Regions from separate parts of the Pan troglodytes genome. Here region 1 is linked to region 2. A link is a contact called in public HiChIP or PLAC-seq data. All regions are on one chromosome and are shown on one strand. Each heading gives the region's core, a stretch centred on a gene start, on an enhancer-like site or on the middle of the called end of the contact. The rest is flanking DNA. Distances are from core to core; before and after follow the strand shown. Region 1 holds the start of ANKRD53 (ankyrin repeat domain 53). Region 2 holds the start of MCEE (methylmalonyl-CoA epimerase).

Region 1 (5,120 bases), core at 2,544-5,043, 130 kb before region 2:
CTCCCACCCATTAGAACCTGTCTTTCAAATTTTTCTTTCTCCCCCAAAAGCATTATCCACTTCCTTCCAAATGGATACTCCAGGGTACTGTTCTGAAAGTCCTGTTTCCTACCCCATTACCACCACAGCCAGAACCCAGACTCACCACTGGAGGACTCCCAGTTCTCACAGCCAAGTTCCCCCACCCTGCTCCCATTCATGGGCGAGCACGCTGCCTGGCCACAGTGAAAGTGTCAGCTTCCACAGCCTAGGCCCATCTTAGGGTGTGTCCCTGCTCAAACAAATGGATCTCAGCACTCCAAGCATAATTCTTTAGTTTCACGTACCTGGCCATTTCTCTGGGGTGTACCACTCCTCCTGGAAGACAGCACAGGGCCAGGTTCCAATGTCCCCTGGGTCTTCACAGTGCCCCTAGCCCACACAGCTCTTTTCTGGGACTATCCCACTGGTTCTAATTCTTTTACCCAATAGAGGCTTTAACCTCAGGACTTTTTACTAGTCAAGCTTCAGTTGAAAGTGACAGAAGCTCAATCTAAACTAGCTTAAGCTTCAAGAGGATCCTGGGGTGGTTTAGAGAATAGATGAGGAGCATCTGGCCTTGGGCACTGGCCCTGGAGTGTACAGACAGTGCCTCTCTAGGTTCTCCCCCAACTTCTCCCTGATGGACCTGCTCCCCTCAGCCTTCCATATCCCTTGCCTGGAGCTGTAGAACCAGTTAATCTGGAGCCACACCCTTACCATCACCTTCCAAAGAAGAAATTGAACCTTTCTCTGGGCATTTTCTGCTGTCTGCCCTTCTCATGGTCCAGCTTCTGTTGTTCCACCAGGCGTTATCTGTTTGCCCAGCTGCATGGCTGTGGCCAAGGGTCTTTAGGATAACACATTCTCTCCTCCCGGGGACTCTGCTAGTTTCCTGTTTCTTCCTCCCTTACTCTATTGACCCTTCTCCCTCAAAATCACCTGCAGCCTCTTGCCTCCCTGACTGAGGCAGAAAGGCCTTAAAGTGGTTCTCAACCCTGGCTACACATGAGAATCACCTGGAGAACTTTACAAATACCAATGCCCAGGCCCCAAACCAGATGAATTAATCAGAATCTGTAGGGGTAAGACCCCTGCATTGGTGTTTGTACAGCCAGGGTTGCAAAACACTGGTATAGAGATGTAAGATACCCCAGTTCAAGATAGTGAGGATGAACTTGGAGAGGTACTGAGATGCTCTCTCCAACCCCACCACATACACAGGGTCCTGTTGTGATTATTAGAATCCTAACACCCCAGAAGCAACAATAGCCCAGGAAATCTTCAAACTGTATCCCTGAAAAGCACTGTCACTTTATCTCAACTTGAAGCCAGTTGCTAAGGCCCTACCTGGGGCAGATAGCCAGCATGATTTGCTAGTTTTGAAGGTGTTTGCCAGGTATGCTGAGTCCTGGCTACTGGGGTTGGCAGACAAGTGCGCTCTCAGAAGACAGTATCCTGGAAAGGGAGAAAGGTGATTCTGGGTGGATAATCTGTATTCTTGTCCCTCTCTACAGGTCACTGTCGTCTTAGGGGACCTTCTGTCCTTTTCTTAGGGGAAATACCTGGAACGCTGGGGTACAGAGGAGAGACCATGGTAGGGGTGGAGTGATGTAGTCAGATATGCCCAGAGTTGACCCTGGAGCCACAGGAGCCTTCTGATAAACTTGGGGTCATTCCTGTTGAGAAGGGGTGAGAATGTGGATGGCTCAGTAAGACAACACTGATTCAAGCAACAGTTATTGCTTAGCTACTCTATATTCTAAAAAGTCAAAAGGCAAACTGAGGAAAATATTGACAACAAATATAACATACATAAAGGGTCACTATGCTAATAAGTTTTACAGATCAGTAAGAAACACATTAAGGCCCTCAAAGAACCATGTGAGTAAAAGAATTCCTAGAAGACAAAACCACTGATAATTAAATGTTTAACCCTTGTTGGTAATCAAAGAGCCACATTAGAACATCATTTCCACTACCAAATTAGTGAACATTTACTTAAAATCCTAATATCTGATGCTAGCAATGGTTTGAATAGTTCTTCTTTGAGTAATAGCAGATTCACAGGTAGTGCTTCTCTGCTAGCACTGTTCTCATTGTTTGCATTCCTTCATTCCTTGTAAAGTAGGTGCTATTATCCCCATTTTGCTGCTGTAGAAACTTGTAGGGACCAGCCCCACAGGGTGGGTGGGTTTTTCTCCCCGTGTGCGGAGATGAGAGATTGTAGAAATAAAGACACAAGACAAAGAGATAAAAGAAAAGACAGCTGGGCCCGGGGGACCACTACCACCAAGAGGGCAGAGATCGGTAGTGGCCCCGAATGCCTGGCCGTGCTGTTATTTATTGGATACAAGGCAAAAGGGGCAGGGTAAGGAGTGTGAGTCATCTCCAATGATTGATAAGGTCACGTGAGTCACGTGTCCACCGGACAGGGGGCCCTTCCCTGCTTGGCAGCCGAGGTGGGTGGGGGTGGGGGCGGGGACGGGGGGAGGGAGAGAGAGAGAGAGGACAGCTTACGCCATTATTTCTGCGTATCAGAGACTTTTAGTACTTTCACTAATTTTGCTACTGCTATCTAGAAGGCAGAGCCAGATGTACAGGATGGAACATGAAAGTGAAACAGGAGTGTGACCGCTGAAGTACAGCATCACAGGGAGATGTTTAGGCCTCCAGATAACTGTGGGCGGGCCTGACTGATGTCAAGCCCTCCACAAAAGGTGGTGGAGTAAAGTCTTCTCTAAACTCCCCCTGGGAAAGGGAGACTCCCTTTCCCAGTCTGCTAAGTAGCGGGTGCTTTTCCTTTGCATTGATGCTACCGCTAGACCACGGTCCGCCAGACCGGGTCCGCCAGACCACTGTCCACTTGGTAACCGGCGTCTTCCCAGACGCTGGCATTACCGCTAGATCAAGGAGCCCTCTGGTGGCCCTGTCCGGACATAACAGAAGGCTCGCACTCTTGTCTTCTGGTCACTTCTCACTATGTCCCTCTGGTTCCTATCTCTCTATGGCCTGGTTTTTCCTAGGTTATGATTATAGAGCGAGGATTATTACAATATTGGAATAAAGAGTAATTGCTACAAACTAATGATTAACGATATTCATATATAATCACGTCTATGATCTAGATCTAGATCTAGTATAACTCTTGTTATTTTGTATATTTTATTATATTGGAACAGCTCGTGCCCTCGGTCTCTTGCCTTGGCACCTGGGTGGCTTGCCGCCCACAGAAACTAAGTCAGATAACTTGCCAAAAGCCACACTGCTGATGTGCAGCGCACCCGCTTCACTGCAGGTGGAAGTGGAAGTGAATAATAACCTTCCTGGAAGGCAGTCTGCAAGCCCATATTGACAGCTGAAAAATATTCATTCCCTTTCACCTAGTGATTCGACTCCCAGGAATCCATTCTAAGAAAACAACCAGAGTTGAGCCATTTCGTTCTTGGCAGCACATGTGAAACAATGGCACATCCATTATGACGCTGGGCTCTGGTTGCGTCATAATGTACGTTTAGTATGTGGAGTGACAATGGGCGCTAGCTCGTAATATAATGCTATTAATAAACGAAAAGAGATACAAAAAATAGTCATGATATGCATATATATTGCAATAAACCATGATTTCTGTGCGTGGTGGGATGGTAATTTTTAATTTCCACATTGAATATTTCTGTTTTCTACTTATTAGTTTGATAATCGGAAACAAAAGCCAAGTGTCTTTGTTTGTGTGTTTGATGCTGAGTTTCCTGGGCAGCAGGACTGGGAGGTTGAGTGGGGGTTTTGGCTCAGGCCGGGAGCAGAGCGGCGGGTGGGGAGCGGCAGGCGGGCAGGGTCCCCGGAGGCCCCGGGCTCTGCCCCTCCAGCTAGAGAGGCAGCCGAACCCTAGCGGCCTGGAAGGGGCCGGGAAACCGCGGCCAGCTGGCAAGGAGCGGCCCCCGGGGGCGGGGCGCCGGCGGGTGTGTGAGTAGCCCACCCGGCCCGGGTCCGAGTTCCAGCCCCGCGATGGCCTCCGCGGGCAGCACCGCTCGGCGGGCGGGCTCGGGAAGCTGGCACTCAGAAAGGGGAGAAGGGAGAGGTGCTCGGCCGCAGCCAACTCCAAGTGGCTCCATGCAGCAGGCGAACAAAGTCTCCTTGAAGGCCACCTGGACTGACGCGGAGTCCAAGCAGCCCAGGTGGATAGCGGGAGAAGGTGTCCCGGCTGCGGGGAGCGAGAACCCGGCCCAGCGCCTCCCTGGTGGGCAGGGCCTGGAGCGGGTGGGGGCGGAGGCTGCGGCCCGAGAAGCCCGCAGAGACAGGCTGGGGCTAGGGATCGCCTCCCGAGAGGTGCCTAGGCCGTGGCCCAGAGTCGCTTCCCCACTTCCCCGCCCACCAGCCAGGCGGGGGCCAGGGATCGCCTCCCGAGAGGTGCCCGGGCCGTGGCCCAGAGTCGCTTCCCCACTGCCCCGCCCTCCAGCCAGCCCCTGCCCGACCTCGCAGACCACCTCAGTGCGCAGGCGACTGCCCTCGCCACGCCGCGCCGCCCTGCCTCGTTCACCCCGCCCCGCGCTGAACCCAGCCCCAGCGAGGAGTCCGACCAGACGGCAATCGACCAGACGGCGATCGGGAGCTACTACCAGCTGTTCGCAGCGGCTGTGGGCAACGTGGAATGGCTGCGATTCTGTCTGAACCAGAGCCTCAGGGAAATCCCCACCGACGACAAGGTAAGGTCTTGAGTGTTGGGGCAAAGACCGAGGTCCCTCTCCCGCTACGCTGCTCGGAGTGGTCACCTGGAGAAGAGATATCCTTTTCTGGGTAGATCTTCCTAATTTAACTCATCTTCTGGCTGTGGAAGGACCATTTTGGGGGCAGGGAGGTTGGGTGGGCTGATGAACACACACTGGTTAATTAGCAAAAGGGTGTGAGCATTCCTGGGGACACAGGGAAGAAAGTGAAGGTAACCCCAATAAATTTATATAAATTGTGGACCCTGGGACCTCAGTCCCACTCAGCCTCCTCCTGCCTGCTCTGAACCTCACAGGGCTTCACTGCCATCCACTTCGCCGCCCAATGGGGCAAGCTTGCATGCCTGCAGGTCCTGGTAGAGGAGTACAAGTTTCCCG
Region 2 (5,103 bases), core at 2,071-4,570:
AGAATTGCATTATTTTGAATTCTGTAATGTTTAATTTGTGATTATTCCAATAAAGGTTGCTTTGCATGAATATACTACAGTGTAAAACCATGTGCAAATAAATGCATAAGATATTTTAAAACAGAAGTGTTAATAAAAAATGCGTGTAAAGATGAATACAGATTTAAGAAACTATTTTCACATGTCAGGAAGCTGGTATACAAGTAAAAGATCAAAATCGGATGTGTATGTTAACTCTCATTCCAATCTTCCTTTCAATATCAATTCTCGTTAATCACTTTTAGTGTCCTGATTTAAAAATAACATTGCATTTCTTTCAGTTCAGATTTTGCATTTATTTCAGATCACACTTTTTAGACACTGTCCCTGAATACATAAAGGTTTAGCTGCAAGGATCTATACTCAAATGCATTAAGAGTACTTACTATTTAAAGACATTAGATGTTAAATTTGTATAAAAAGTACTATAAAAGTGAATAATCACTTGTAATAGGTTTTTTAACAGCTTTATCTCTTAATAGTTTTTAAACAGACTTAAAATTTATATACCATAAAGTTCACCCATTTGAAGTGTACAATTCATTTCTTTGCATATTTGCAAAGTTGTGCGACCTTCACATAATCTAATTTTAGAACACGTAATAAGTTTGTTTGTTTTTTTGAAACGAGTCTGGCTCTGTAGCCCAGGCTGGAGTGCAATGGCGCAATCTTGGCTCAGTGCAACCTCTGCTTCCCAGGTTCAAGCAATTCTCCTGCCTCAGCCTCCGGAGTAGCCGGGATTACAGGAGTGCGCCACCACGCCCGGTTAATTTTTGTATTTTTAGTAGAGATGGGTTTTGCCATGTTGGCCAGGCTGGTCTTGAACTCCTGACCTCAGGTGATCCACCTTCCTCAGCCTCCCAAAGTGCTGGGATTACAGGCGTGAGTCACCGCGCCTGGCCGAACATAAGTCTGAATTTTCACTGAATATCTGGTTTGAGGAAACATACGTATTTAGAAAGTCATTCATTAGAAGTGCTTTCAAGTTAGTCTGGTAAGTTTTCTCTTAAACATTTGACCAGTTAATTTCACAGCACCATATATATATCTTCATCTTGTTTCAAACTATGATCAAATTTTTTTTATTCATTACAGTAAGTAAACAGATTACATTTCTGTTAGCCCATTTACAGACGATTAACGAAAGTAAACCTATGCAGTCATGTAAGTTGGTCATTCTTGTCTCCCACCTAACAGGTTCAATTTCCATTTTCAGAACTTTTCTACGTGTTCACTCTGATTTTTCTGTGCTTTTGTTTTTCGGTGAAGTTTTATGTTCCTTAAAAAAGGGGCCATAACATAGAATTACCATGTAATCCAGCAATTCCACTTATGAGTATACACACCCCCAAAGAAGCGGGAATTCAGAAGTATTTGTACACCCACGTTCACAGCTGTATTACAATAGCCAAAAGGTGGGGATAACCCAAATGGCTATCAAGAGACGAATGGATAAACAAAATGTGGTATACACACACAATGGAATATTATTCAGTCTTAAAAAGCAATTTTTTTTTTTTTTTTTTTTTTTTTTTTTTTTGAGACGGAGTTTCGCTTTGGTTGCCCAGGCTGGAGTGCAGTGGCGCGATCTTGGCTCACGCCAACCTCCGCCTCCCGGGTTCAAGCGATTATCCTGCCTCAGCCTCCCGAGTACCCGGGATTACAGGCGTGTGCTACCACGCCCGGCTAATTTTTGTATTTTTAGTAGAGACGGGCTCACGCCTGTAATCCCAGCACTTTGGGAAGACGAGGTGGGCGGATCACCTGAGGCCAGGAGTTCCAAACCAGCCTGGCCAACATGGTGAAATCTCGTCTCCACTAAAAACGCAAAAAATTAGCCGGGCGTGGTGCCGGGTGCCTGTAATCCCAGCTACTCGGGAGGCTGAGGCGGAAGAATGGCTTGAACCTGGGAGGCAGAGGTTGCAGTGAGCTAACGCCACTGCACTCCAGCCTGGGCAACAGAGTGAGACTCTGTCTCAAAAAAAAAAAAAAAAAGGTAAATTTTACTTTATGTATATTCAACCACACACACACACAAGTGGAGACATTAAGCTTCAAGTATCTTAATAGGACAAATCAAAGGCAATCTTTGGAATACACTGTCTTCATTTTTCCTTTATGCCAAGATGTGTATGTAAGTACAAAACAAACATGCACCTTTATCTGTATTGAGTTCTTGCAGTATGTGTATGACCTGTTGGAAGTCATACTTTTTCCCAAACTGTCAATCATTAAAGTGTGCAGTTCTAAAAATAGACATAAAAATGCCTTTTCCCAAATATTCATTTATTTATAGTTTTACATTCCTATCTTGTGTATCACCTAAGAGGAAGGTATGCCTTACGGTTAAGAATGTGGGCTCTGGTGCTAGAAGGATTTATCACGAATGTCCCGGAGTAACTCTGGGGCATTACCACTTGGCACCTTCTTCCTAACAGGGAATCTCAGATTAAGGGAAATACTTGCCCTCTCATAAAAGGAGGAAGAGAAAAAAAAAAAAGGATAAAAAGAGGAGAAAGTGAGTCAGAAAACGTGACAATTATTACAGTTATTTCTGTCATAACTGATTCTATGTACATATTTTTTTAAAAAATGAAGGGGGAGAGAACTCAAGAAAGTTTCCAAATCCACATGCTTTTATCTGTGTACGCGATAAATATATTAGTGCACGTGGAAAAACCACTCCTTTTGTATTCTTTACACCACTGACCTTTGAGTGTTCCCAACAGAAAGCTGGTCACGCTTGGAGTTCGGCCGACTAGTAGTTGTTGTTTTTACAGAACGTGCTCTCCTTTCTGGTTTCTCCCCAGTCTCTTTATTGGTGCGCGGTAAAATAACTTACCGATCCGCTTCTATTTACTTCTGTCCCTGCCCTGCCTGACCTGCCGGGCAAGTTCCCTCGACTCTCCCGCCCACATACTGGAAGGTGCAGAGCCCAAGGCGCACAGCTCTCGGATGGAAATGGGACTCATGCACAAGGCAATCCCCGCTACTAAGCGGTGGCGCTTCTGGAAGGCACCCTCTGCCTAAGTGACAGCAGCTGCTGTGGAACGCGCCCCCGGGGGAGGACATTAGATCAAGGTGCTTTGGCCACGCCGAGGCCTCCTCCGCCCCCGACCGCCGTTCCCACGCGCCCTGTCCCATGGCGAAGGTCGCCGGTGCCCGGTATTCACCTACGGCATTCGCGGCTGCAGCCTTCAGCACCCGCGCCATTTTGGAAAGCAACCCGCCACGTCCAGACTAGCCACGGAGGGTGAGAGACGCGCGGCAGAGGGCGGGGCGGGAGGCAGAGGGGGCGGGGACAGAAAGGTCAGGGGCGTGGCGAAGGTCGCTGCTTTCCTGCTACAACGCGCCTACTTTAGCTAAAACAGAAACGTAAGGCCAGGACGGGTCACCCTTTGTGGGCCCCTGAAAAATACAAAACGAAGTTTGGAGAGAGTTGAAAGGCGTTTGGGCTGACCATGGAGATTTTTGTTTCCCACCCTCCTGCGAAAGCGCTCGCGCTGCCATTGGCTCTGGCTGAGGGCGAGTCCGGAACCTGTGCGCCGCGGAACTTTCGGCTCTGAAATCCAAGTTGCGCTGGGCGCATCTTTGCCGCGCGGTTTCCGGGCGGCTCCCTTCCCTTGCATGCTGCATTGTGTCGGGAGTTGCTGACAGCCATGGCGCCGCAGGTCTGGCGTCGACGGACCCTGGAGCGGTGTCTGACGGAAGTCGGCAAAGCCACGGGTCGGCCCGAGTGCTTCCTCACGTAAGTGCGCAGATCCCGGGCTCGGGGTGCGAGCGGGGTCTCACGTGGACGCGGGTTGCAGGCCTCCGGCAAACTGTGGAGCTGGGGGAAGCTAAGGGGAAACGTAAAATCGCTTTTCCCCAAATTTCAGAGTTTATGCTTTCCTAGGCTATCAAAATTTTAAAAACTGTTAAAATTTGTATAGATGGATCTCTCAGTTGAGTGTTATTGAAATCACTGTAACCTCAATTATTAACACCTAGAAGCTTCCCTTGGGCTTCTTACGCCCCCATCCCTCTACACACAGCCTGTTGGTTTCTCCTTCCTCCTATGTGCTCCCAAAGCACTTAACGCTTAGCATACTTTATTGAAAGTACGAACTTGTCACTTGTCTGTCCACCCCCCATGACTAAGCTTCTTCAGAAATAGAACTTCCATGTCTCTTCCCAACACAAGCGTTTTATATGTATTTTGTCGAAGAATTTAAAATGTGATCTATGAAATTATTACTCATTTATGTTTCAAACCCCAACCTTTCCCTGAGTTCCCAGCTCACAGCAACTACAGACTGAGCTTAGTTTGAATTCCGTAGCACGCAACTGGGATATCCGCACTGTACAACTTTTAACGATTTTTAAAATTTTGGTACTGTCAAGCATCTCAAATTCACTGCGTCCAAAATAGAGCTGTTGTGTCTGTTTAATAGAATTGTTGTTTCTACCCACCTATACTCTGCCATCCCCTGAAGTCCTTTTCCCATGCTCCACCTGTCAAGCGCGTCCGTGTGAAGAGACCACTAAAACAGGCTTTGTGTGAGAAACAAGGCTATTTATTCACTTGGGTGCAAGTGGGCTGAGTCCGAAAAGAGAGTCAGCGAATGGTAATGGGGAAGGGGTTGCTTTATAGGAGTTGGGTAGGTAATGGAAAATTACAGTAAAAGGTGGTTATCTATTAGCAGAGGAGGAGGGGGTCACAAGGTACATGGTGGGGAGATCATAAGACTTATTGTCCAGAAGAAGAATGTCACAAGGTCGATTGATCAGTTAAGGTAGGGCAGGGACAAGTCACAATGGAGGAATGTTGTAATGTTGGTTAATCAATTAAGGCAGGAACTGGCTGTTTTATTTCTTTTGTGGTTTTTCGGCTGCCCCAGACTTCTTGGCTCCTGCAGGCCTTCTGGACATATATGTGCAGGTCACAGGGGTTACAATGGCTGAGCTTCGGCTCAGAGGCCTAACACCACCACCCAAGCCTTCCCTATCTCAGTACATGGCACTTCTGTCTTTTCAGGTACTCAAACATAAAACTAGGCTGCTACTTTAATGTCTTCATTTTTC

Evidence for each region. HiChIP or PLAC-seq counts read pairs in DNA pulled down with a chosen protein or histone mark.
Region 1: an H3K4me3 HiChIP or PLAC-seq map of stem cell-derived excitatory neurons shows a contact between it and region 2, with 2.9 times the contacts expected there. The contact joins the promoter of ANKRD53 here to the promoter of MCEE in region 2. A contact is called at or near these places in 1 of 7 Hi-C or Micro-C datasets (stem cell-derived neural progenitor cells) and 1 of 1 datasets of contacts at active chromatin or transcription factors (stem cell-derived excitatory neurons).

What each region holds. Positions count from the first base shown.
Region 1 is chr12:51,744,298-51,749,417 of NHGRI_mPanTro3-v2.0_pri, reverse strand. It overlaps ANKRD53 (ankyrin repeat domain 53), which reads left to right and starts at 3,793. Exons shown (of 6, transcript XM_515534.8): 1 at 3,793-4,193; 2 at 4,475-4,721; 3 at 5,039-5,120. The coding sequence starts at 4,024.
Region 2 is chr12:51,610,948-51,616,050 of NHGRI_mPanTro3-v2.0_pri, reverse strand. MCEE (methylmalonyl-CoA epimerase) reads right to left here and starts at 3,320. Exons shown (of 3, transcript XM_515538.9): 1 at 3,213-3,320. The coding sequence starts at 3,252. It overlaps MPHOSPH10 (M-phase phosphoprotein 10), which reads left to right and starts at 3,317. Exons shown (of 11, transcript XM_515539.6): 1 at 3,317-3,787. The coding sequence starts at 3,699.